2 separate regions of the Sus scrofa genome follow, and region 1 is linked to region 2. Evidence: chromatin contacts called from public Hi-C data. All regions are on one chromosome and are shown on one strand. The core of a region is the stretch at or near the end of the contact, and the rest is flanking DNA. Distances in the headings are between cores, read along the strand shown.

Region 1 (4,949 bases), core at 17-2,516, 250 kb before region 2:
TCCACAGAAAGCAAATTGCAGGAAATAACTGTTTCCCTAAAAAAACCCCACAACTTCAGTTGTATATACTGAAAACCTACAAACGTCACTTAAAAATTACTAAAGTTTAGAAAATTCACTAACAAATCATTGCTTTGGAAAAAAGTCTGGAAAGCCTATTAGGTAGGGCCTGCCAGATAAAGATGTCTGTTGGGAGCATCTGACATGGCTGATCATCTCTTGGATACAGTTCTTCACTGACTTCAAGGTATCACCTAGTTTTCCTTCCACTTTCCTGGTCAGTCTCTCTCCTCTACAGGTTCCTCCTCTTCTCAACCTTTTAATCTTTGAGTCCTTGGTTCTCTTCTTATCTACACTCACTCCTTTGTTGATCGCATCCAGTCTTATCCTTGATTGCATCCAGTCTTATCCTTTTCAATAACAGCTATATGCCCAAGACTCCCAAATTTATCCAACTGCTTGTTGTCAAAGAATAAAACAAAGACCACCAAAGTTAAAAAATAATAATATTAACATGCCAGGCAAGGGCACATATACTGCTGAGTAGTTCACTAGAGGAGAAAATCTGAGGGGTTTTTCATAGAAAACAGGGTTCATAGAACTTTTGCTTAAATAAAAAATTTAAAGAAAGCATGCCAATAGGATGGAGTCCATAGGCTTATATAAGATTGGTTGAAACAAATTCCTAGATAGAAGTGGTTCAGTAAGGATCTGGAGGCAAAGATCATGGTTAGAACGGCTGCAGTAAAAAAAACAGCCTTCAGTTGTTATATATTCCAGGTCACTTGTTACTGTAAATTGAATTGTCTCCTTTACCCTTTCCCTACAGTACTATTTGGGTATCTGACAGAGAACTCAAATATATGCACTCCCAAATTTACCTCCTCACCCTGACCTGTTCTACCTACCTGCAGCCTCTCAGTTGGTAGCAATTTTATCTGTACAGCTGCTCAGGCCAAAACCAAAATTCTTGGAGTGGTACTGCTCTTAAAACAAGCCAAGGGAGTTCCCGTTATGGCTGATGGGGTTACGGGTCCAACTGGTATCCATGAGGATGCAGGTTCCATCCCTGGCCTAGTTCAGTGGGTTAAGGATCAGGCACTACTGTGAGTTGTGGTGTAGGTCACAGATGCAGCTCCTGATCCTATGTTGCTGTGGCTGTGGTGTAGGCTGGCAGCTGCAGCTCCAATTCAACCCTTAGCCTGGGACCTCCCATATGCTGCAGATTCAGCCCTAAAAAGCAAAAAAAAAAAAAAAAAAAAAAAAAGAGAGAGAGAGAGAGAGAGGTTTCCTGGTTAAGGACCCAGCATTGTCACTGCAGTGGTGCAGTTGCATCCCTAGTTCGGGAACTTACAAATACCATGGGTGCAGCCAAAACTAAAAACCAAAAACCAAAAACAAGCCTGTGGAGGCCACGAGCTTTAGAAGAACCAATACTACGTGTCTATCTGGAACTCATACTCTTTCTAGACTACATTTCAGTTATTCAGGATTCCAAATACCCTGCCTAAATAATTTTGGCTATTTCAAAGTGTGTTATATCACCACTGATTTTGAACATATAGGCTAGGATGTCCACACAAATGTGCAGAAGGCCTCTTGCCATTTAATTCAGAGGCAAGGATGGGAAGAGAAGGAAGGTGAGACATGGGCAAAGGATCAGCTTTCTCACAAGAAGTTTCTGGCATAGGACTTTTAAGGATCTGAAATCAAACCTGTTCCAGGCACTTATGAAGATTTATTTGTCAAGAGAGTAGTGTTGGGTGCATTTTCATTTCACAAGGCTTTAAAATATTTAATCATTGGTGTCTCCATTGTACTCTTGCCCCAGAACTACAAATGTTTAGAAGGACGCCTACCTTACAATAATCCTTTACTCACTTGCCAGTTGAGTCAAGAAATCCCATCAGTTATGTCTTCAAACTATATCTATATTCTGTCCATTTCTCTCAACTTCCTTCATTACCGCCCTGATCCAAATCACCTCATCTCTCCCCTGAATTACTGCAAGGGCTTTGCCTCGACTCTATCCTTGTTGTCTTACCATCTATATTACAATCTCTTTGTCATCTCAATCACTTTCTTCAAGTCTTTGCTCAATGAGACCTTTGCTAATCAGTCTAAAATTGCAACCATCCAATTTCCCTTAACTTTTCCCATAGCATGTATTACCTCCTAACATACCGAATAATTTATAATGCCTTTTGCTTATATTTCTGTTTCCACTCTTGTAGAATGCAAGCTCTTTTAAGATGGCAAAGATCACTGTTTTGTTGTATCCCAAACACCTAATAAATTTCCTAGCACAGAGTAGGAGCCTAACATATGTAGAAATTTTAAATGGACTCAAAAGCCTGAATCTGTCATTAAAAAAAAAAAAATCAAATGTCTTTGAATACTTTTAACAGATTTTTCATCATGCATCCTACTTTAAATTTTTTTCAAACTATAACAGGACTTCATAAAAAAAAAAACTTCTGAAACTTGTCTTATTATTTATATTTGGTATACTTTAAAAAATGGATTAACTACTATATATGTTAGACCTCTCTGAACTTTAAACGCTATTATATTTTATAAATGCTATGTAAAATAAGTGCTATAAACCTTTCTTTTTCTGAGCAACATACAATAGGTATTTAAGTATCATCCCATTGCTTGCTTGTAAGAGTAATTTTTTAAAAAATAAGAAACTACACATGGAACTGAATTGCTAGCAGTTTCTCTTAGTTGGCAGTTAGTCAGATATTTGCTTAGAAGTCCATTAATCAACACTGGCTTAAAGACATTTAACAGAATTTAGAAAGTTATTGTGTTCACTTTCATTTACGACTTGATTATAAGATTATAAATTGCTTAACCTATAAACATCATAATTTGCAATATACAGTAGGAACTCATGAAAAAAGACCATCTTGAAAGATTTGGATAAAGTTCAAATATCTAAAAGAAACAGTTAAAAGCCCAATAATCCATGAAAATACAAGTCAGGTCACCCTCAACAGTGCATAAAGGTCCATCCAGACTGCAATGTTCTTCACCATTCAACTCTTCATTTCCTAAAATACTACTTAGTAAAAATACTTTTTTAAAGAGCTTATTTCCAAAATGCCTAGTTGAAAAAGTTAACTCTCTTGAACTGAATACAGAACTATCCAGGTTTCACATGTGTCCTTTTAGCTGCCTTCCTTTTCACCTTATGTTGATCAACTGTGCCTCCTAGTGATCAATTTGTATAACACAGCTTAGAGCAATTCAGAATAGTAAAGGGTCTTAGGTGCTCTATCGAAATGTTTAAAAAACTGTTAATACAACCCTAGATCAAGCACTGCCAATCAGCTGTCTGTCCTTTCTATTCTGCCAATAGCCTAATTTATGTTCTCTTTTCTGTCATTCACACTTTTGTAACAGTCCAACCACTTGAGTCCATACCACCCAACACACTGCCTTGCTACTTCTATTCCTAAAATGTGACAGAAAAATTTCAGTCTCCTCCTACTGCATATTCTAACTCCTTAATCTGGCATGGAAAACCCTCCACAGAATAATAAAGCTCGACTTGCCTTTACAATTTAGACTTTCCTTCTGCTCAACCCTAAGTGAGCTCTATCACTTACCTACTTGTGCCGTCTTAGCTTTTCCAAGACCTCTGTAACCTTTCATTTTTCAAAGTCCACCTTAAATTCCACCTCTTAGCTTTCTTTTGGCTGAGTAATTCCAAATCATATTGCACTACTTCCAAATGGATCAGGAGTTAAGTGTTTTCATCATTGTACCTAGTAATGATGTTAGTAATGTTAGTATCTAGTAATGTTAGTACCTAGTAATGTTAGTACCTAGTAATGATGTTAGTAATGTTAGTAATGATGCTGATTGCTGATTGCTAACTGAGTGCTTAAACTGAAGGCTAAATGTCAGTTCTGTCTGAAAATACACTGACCTTCAAAACAGGGGAGGCACACTAAAGACATTTTGCTAAAAATGGTCAGCAAGTTAACTGGGTTCAGGAGAATCTGGTGGTACATTAAAAGCACTAAATTCAGAACATGAGACACTGTATGCAAGCAAGCAATATTATATTGACACTGACTTCTGAGTCATCATCAAGGGTGGCAGCAGAGAAACACCAGGCATTCTCACAGTGACAGTGGAAGCCCTGAACTTTGAGCACTGCCCTAGCAGATCAGCATCTCAGCCTCTGCCCTCCATTAAGAGCCCACAAGCACCTTTTAGCCTAAATCCACTTCTACTCAAACTAGGAATAATGCTCCTGTTGTTTGCAACTGGAGTTTCTGATGGATAGCCAGTGGGCAAATCTCTTCACTTCAGGGACTGGATTACAGGGGCAACTCCCTCTTCCAGTCTTCAATCACAACATAGCACATAGTCTGAAAGAACAGACTTCGGTTTGATCATTATTGATATATTTTTTTTTTGGCAATTTTTTTTGTTTGTTTGTTTTTGCCTTTTTGCTATTTTTTTGGGCCGCTCCCGTGGCATATGAAGGTTCCCAGGCTAGGGGTCGAATCGGAGCTGTAGCCACCGGCCTACGCCAGAGCCACAGCAACGCGGGATCCGAGCCGCGTCTGCAACCTACACCACAGCTCACGGGCCAGAGCCACAGCAACGCGGGATCCGAGCCGCGTCTGCAACCTACACCACAGCTCACGGCAACGCCGGATCCTTAACCCACTGAGCAAGGGCAGGGACCGAACCCGCAACCTCATGGTTCCTAGTCGGATTCGTTAACCACTGCGCCACGACGGGATCTCCATGATATATTTTTTAAGTGAGTAAATCAGTGAAAGAGCAAAGGCCTTTTTTCGGCATTAGAGGAAAAAATAAAAGTAGGGAGTGTAGATAATTCTTTCCAAAAGTTAAAACGAAGGGAAACAAATGGTATAAACTTGCTTGGGGGCTGCAGGAAATGGCAAGGTTACTTTAGAAGT
Region 2 (4,965 bases), core at 1,542-4,041:
TTTATGCTGTTTGTCTAACTGGACTGAATTGATTTGAGAATCAGTGGTCACATGCCTGCTTTGTTTTATGGTTTGAGTTGGATAACTTTGCTAATAAAACACTCCAAATTTTATAGTTCTTCTTCTGAATCTTCATCATAAATTTCCTGCGGTAGTCTCTTAATATTGATTACCAAATCAATGGTTAAAATGTTTGTCAAACACTGAAGAACTGAAGTTAGTAACTGGTATTTACCAGCAACTGATTCCAAACCTGCTGGATTGCTTACCATGGGTTGATTGGTTTGCAGTGCATGGAGAGCTCTTGTATATATTTGTGGGAAACATTTATTTCCTTTCTTAGACTTATACAAGGTTTTGGGAATGCCTAATAGTGCATTAGCTATTATGATACTAACCATGGTTTCCTCTGATTGCTGGAATTTTTTGGCATAGTTGAGAAGATAGTAATGCAGTAAGATCTCAAAATTACCACCCACTGGCAAAACACAACCAGCTGGTATACATGAGAAACAGTAACTCTGGGAAGCACTCATTTCTAATGACTTATATCTCACTGGTAATATACTCCTCTTTTCAGCAATTTTTGTGACCTGTACATTTTCAAAGGAAATTTCTATCCTAGTATTTTCTGTTCTTGAGTTAGCAGAATCACTCTCAATAAATGGTTCATGGTCATCGATTATCTTGGCTTTGTCTGGAGATAAATATCTCAATGTTTCATCTGTCTGGTATGTATTTGCTGGCATCACTTCCGGTATTGAACATGGTATGTATGTTTCTAATTCTATACCTGGAACTACCAAATTTGAACATACTTTTGAATATGAATGAGTTTTTGCCAGTTCATCTTCATTCTTTACAACTGTGCCCTGATATGGCCTTTGAACTGAGCTGTTAACAATTTCTGATAACTGATTTCTTTCTCTACTATTCTTATAAACATTAGTACTTGATGTACAATTTTGGTCACTTGCTCGTGTCACATAATTTAGATTAAGGTCTTTAAATAACTGCCGAAGCATTTTAAATGCTCCATGTAGAGCACCCTCATGTTGTTCAACAAGACCTTGCACTGGTCCACAAAGTACTATACAGTGTGGTATAAATGAACATGTGCTAATCAAGCCAAGATGAACATACCTTTTGGATCTAAGGATAAGGGGCTTACAAAATTTCACCAAAGCAGTATTAGAGATTTCATACTGTGAAGAGGCCTGTGGTAGTACAAAGGGAGCAATACCAGTGACCTTCTGGATAAGAGAAAGTTCTTCAGATGATAAACACTCCACCACGGATATGCCATTCAGTCTTGCATAATAAATTACTAAGTCTGGTTGCTTCACACTAGATAGGAGCAATCTTACATTCTCACTCTGTAAATGTTTCACTATTGCTTTTGTCTTTTCTTTAATCCAAAACTGAGATGTCTGAAACTGTTGTTCTGAATTTAGAATAAACTCTGATCCAGAAGTTGAAAAAAGAGGCTGAATGGTTTCAGTTACTATCACTATTCTTATGTCACCATCTGCTGGACAGTATACAGAAAAGTCTCTGTGAAGCACAAGCCCAGCTATGATCCTGGAATCGGAAACAGGAAGGCCGGTGACACCAACTTTCAACTCAACAAAACAGTCATCGACTAACTCAAATACTTCTTCAAATTCACTTTCACAGGACATACAGTTGAAAAAGTAGTCACACATCAACTGTGAAATAAAGGTGTGATTATTTCTTCCCACTCTTCCACAAAAAAATGCTTCTAAGAGCATCTCTAAAGAACTTCTACACAATGTTCTCTTTTTAGTGGATGAAGAAAAGATGGACAAAAAGTGTCTACTTAAGTAATGATCCATAACATAGTCTAATACTTGTGTCTGAAATGTTAGAAGAGCTTGGGAAATAAATTTCCACTGACAACAATTTTTCCAATGCCTTCCATGGGTTTGAATATTTTTGAAAAATAAAGAATCCTTTTCTTTGTCTGTGATTGCATGGAATTCTCTGAGTAAGTGGCAAAGAAAGATAATAAATGTTTTAGCACCATCTCCTGTTTTTCTTAGATGACTGGAAACACATGCCACCATCATCCTGTACAAAAAAAGAAATAAAGCAACTCAGATTTTCAGAAGGCTGCCTCCCTACATCTGAATAACAGTTGAAATCTTGTTTTTACAGCTACAGGCATAAAATGAGAATACTGTCCCTTTGATATACTTAGTTTTCCTTTTTTCCTTTTTTAGGTTGCTTTGTTCTATTTCAAGATTCTAGGGTTGGGTCGAGCTGGAGGGAAAGCAGTGAGAAATGTTCTCGGCAGCTGTTAAGATCTTAAGTCTGGGAATGTTTTCTTGAGCAACGCTCAAACGCTGAGGGTACAGTGGTCTCATTTAAGGTCAGTTTTTTCAGGAGCATAACCTCAGGGACAAGAAGTTCAGGGAGATGGCCTGGAATGCCCATCTATGGGCTGGAGTGTGGGACGTGAGTACCTGATTACGAGATGCTCTAACCGGCTGGAGCGTACCTGGCTATGGGATGCTCTAAATGCAGCGCCTTCAGGAGGAGGCCTCCGTCCCGGCTGAGCAGCACCTCGCCAGTGGGCTTCGTACACAGAATCTGCCGCCCTTCGGGCCCCAAGCAGCAGCTCACGATGGTTTCTAACACTTCGGCCACCTGCAATGCCGCCCTCACAGAACCCACAACAGCCATAGCCTTTCAGGTTCCGGCGGCTCCAGGTCGCCGGAGCGGAACCCGGACACATCCAGGAGGGAGCTGAGCGGGGTGCAGCCGGAAGCGGAAGGGGCGGGGAGGAGGCCGGAAGTCATGGCCGGGCGGCCTCTGGGTTGGGCGAGCGTCCATTTTTTCGCCAGCTCTGCGGTAAAGACCCGCGTTTCTCCCGGTAGGAGCTATCGTCGGTAGCGCGCGAGGTCAGAGAAGAGGTCGGGACTTTAGAGCTGGCTGGAGAGAAAGCCGCAGGCCCTTCCCTAGCTCCCTACGTGAATTCATTCTCCAGAGGCTGCAGCTGCCACCTGTTCCCTCCGTTTCCCAGGAAACTTCCTCTCAAGGACTCGACACGGTCCTTGAGGGGCTGGGCTCTGCAGCTAGAACTCTGCTCGTTCCCAACTCCCGACAAAAGTTGTTTGGTAACAAAACCTCTGCCTTGGACTAGCGCATACCATGTCCACACACTCCATCAGCGGTTCTTTACTGATGCAAGACAGATGGGGAGGGCCTGGCCACAGTCAGGAGCTGCAGGCATTCAGAAGGGGGCTTTACCACATTACCTGGGCTTAGGTATCACTATGAAACCCTAGTTACCACAATTTACTTTTTCTTTAGCAGAAGTGTTGTATGTGAAGACTTAGCCACATTGGTAATCAATAATATGCTTTAAAAACGCATTGACCCAAGATGCCTGGACACAATTCGACGACAGGAAAAAAAAAAAAAATCCTGTTGAGCAGAAAGAACATACCGTTTCGCATACTAAGATACACCTTCTCTCTTAAGGATGAAATAGTTAAGAACATGGGCTTGAGATTTAGACCTGGGTTTGCTGTGCCATTTACTCATCTGTGACATTCTTTTGTGTCCACTTCTCAAAAAAAATGGTGATATGTAAAACTCAAAGTTTTGAGGAGGGCGAGAATGTTTACAAAGCATTCTTTTTGTTTTTGTTTGGTGTCTCAAATATTAACAGTATGTTCAACAAACTGCTGTGCCGTGCCATCACTGAAGGGGTTCACTATCTCCGTAAGAAAGGGATGTTTTTTAAGGTGCAAAAGGGTCGATTATCATAACACAGGACACCTATTAGAGTGTGGTCAATATTATTAAGAAAATTATTTACACTATAGATGTTTCATTGAGATTGAACAGTGAGGATCTGTTTTCCCTACCTCTTATTCCCATACATAGGACAGGAGAAACCTCCCCTTTTCCCTAATAAGACAGAACCAACTGACTATTAACCAGGAGCAACCAGATCCTGAGGAGAGCAAATGTGGGAGGGGAGGATAATGGATGAAAAGAGGAAAACTAGAGAGGAGTGATTTCTTGGAACCTGTGTGATATTGACTCATAGACTAGTAGATAATTTGAGGGGTTTTGTACATAAGCTTGTGTAATAGCAAGGTTCTTTTTTTCTTACACATTACAAATGAGTTACTCAGTACACAGATTTGATCAGTGTGTTTAAAGTCAAGCATTTAAAGTCAGGTGTTTTGATCGGAGTTGTATTAAAGTACCCAGTGGAAAGAGAATGGACAGTGAAGTCAGACATAGACTCAAACCTGGGCTCAACCCAGTCTTATGATACAGCTTTTGGAATCATTTTAACTTCTCTGAGCCTCAGATTCTTCATCTATAAAATCTAATCCCCACTTACCTGAAAGTCATTGTGAATATTCAAGAAGAATGAATCTAGAGCATTGGGTAAAGCATACATTAGGGAATCTACCTATTAAATCCCTTCCAAGCCCTTCAGCATCCTTCACAACTACTCCCCCCCAAATTATTTTTAAGTAAAAAATTAAGTAATTTAATCACCATATGTTATATTCAAAGTCATTTTGTTACAGTTTGATTTTTTTTAAAAATTTTATTTAGAATGCCTACTTGTTGAAGTTAGCATCATCTTACAGATTAGAAAAATTCAATTGTTTTATCTCTGCAAACAATAGATTAGGAATAACAGATTAAAAATGTAGTTAATACATTACAAAACAGTTGCCTATGACTATCTGTACATTTACTGTGCACCTTAAGGAAAAGAATTTGACAGTGTGCTGTACTTACACCGCAGATAACATATTTTATTCTATTTTATAAAACTGACCAGTGGTAGTGTTTGAATTTATAAATGGCCTTTAAATAGGATATTTAACTTAGATTTACAGTCAGCATGCTAAAAAGTGAAAATTTTCAACTGACGTTCTGTTGCTCATCAGTTCAAATGTTTCATGGCAT

Evidence for each region. A called contact is a pair of places that touch in the nucleus more often than the background predicts.
Region 1: a Hi-C map of embryonic fibroblasts shows a contact between it and region 2, with 8 times the contacts expected there. The contact joins the promoter of PHLDA1 here to the promoter of BBS10 in region 2. A contact is called at or near these places in 3 of 5 promoter capture datasets (fetal liver and liver), 10 of 47 Hi-C or Micro-C datasets (alveolar macrophages, embryonic fibroblasts, fetal skeletal muscle and 6 more) and 2 of 2 datasets of contacts at active chromatin or transcription factors (alveolar macrophages and skeletal muscle).

What each region holds. Positions count from the first base shown.
Region 1 is chr5:39,318,047-39,322,995 of Sscrofa11.1, forward strand. PHLDA1 (pleckstrin homology-like domain family A member 1) reads right to left here and starts at 1,267. Exons shown (of 2, transcript XM_021092050.1): 1 at 1-1,267.
Region 2 is chr5:39,563,559-39,568,523 of Sscrofa11.1, forward strand. BBS10 (Bardet-Biedl syndrome 10 protein) reads right to left here and starts at 2,792. Exons shown (of 2, transcript XM_003481665.4): 1 at 2,522-2,792; 2 at 1-2,091. The coding sequence starts at 2,706. The coding sequence ends at 111. OSBPL8 (oxysterol-binding protein-related protein 8) reads right to left here. Exons shown (of 23, transcript XM_005655647.3): 23 at 4,583-4,965.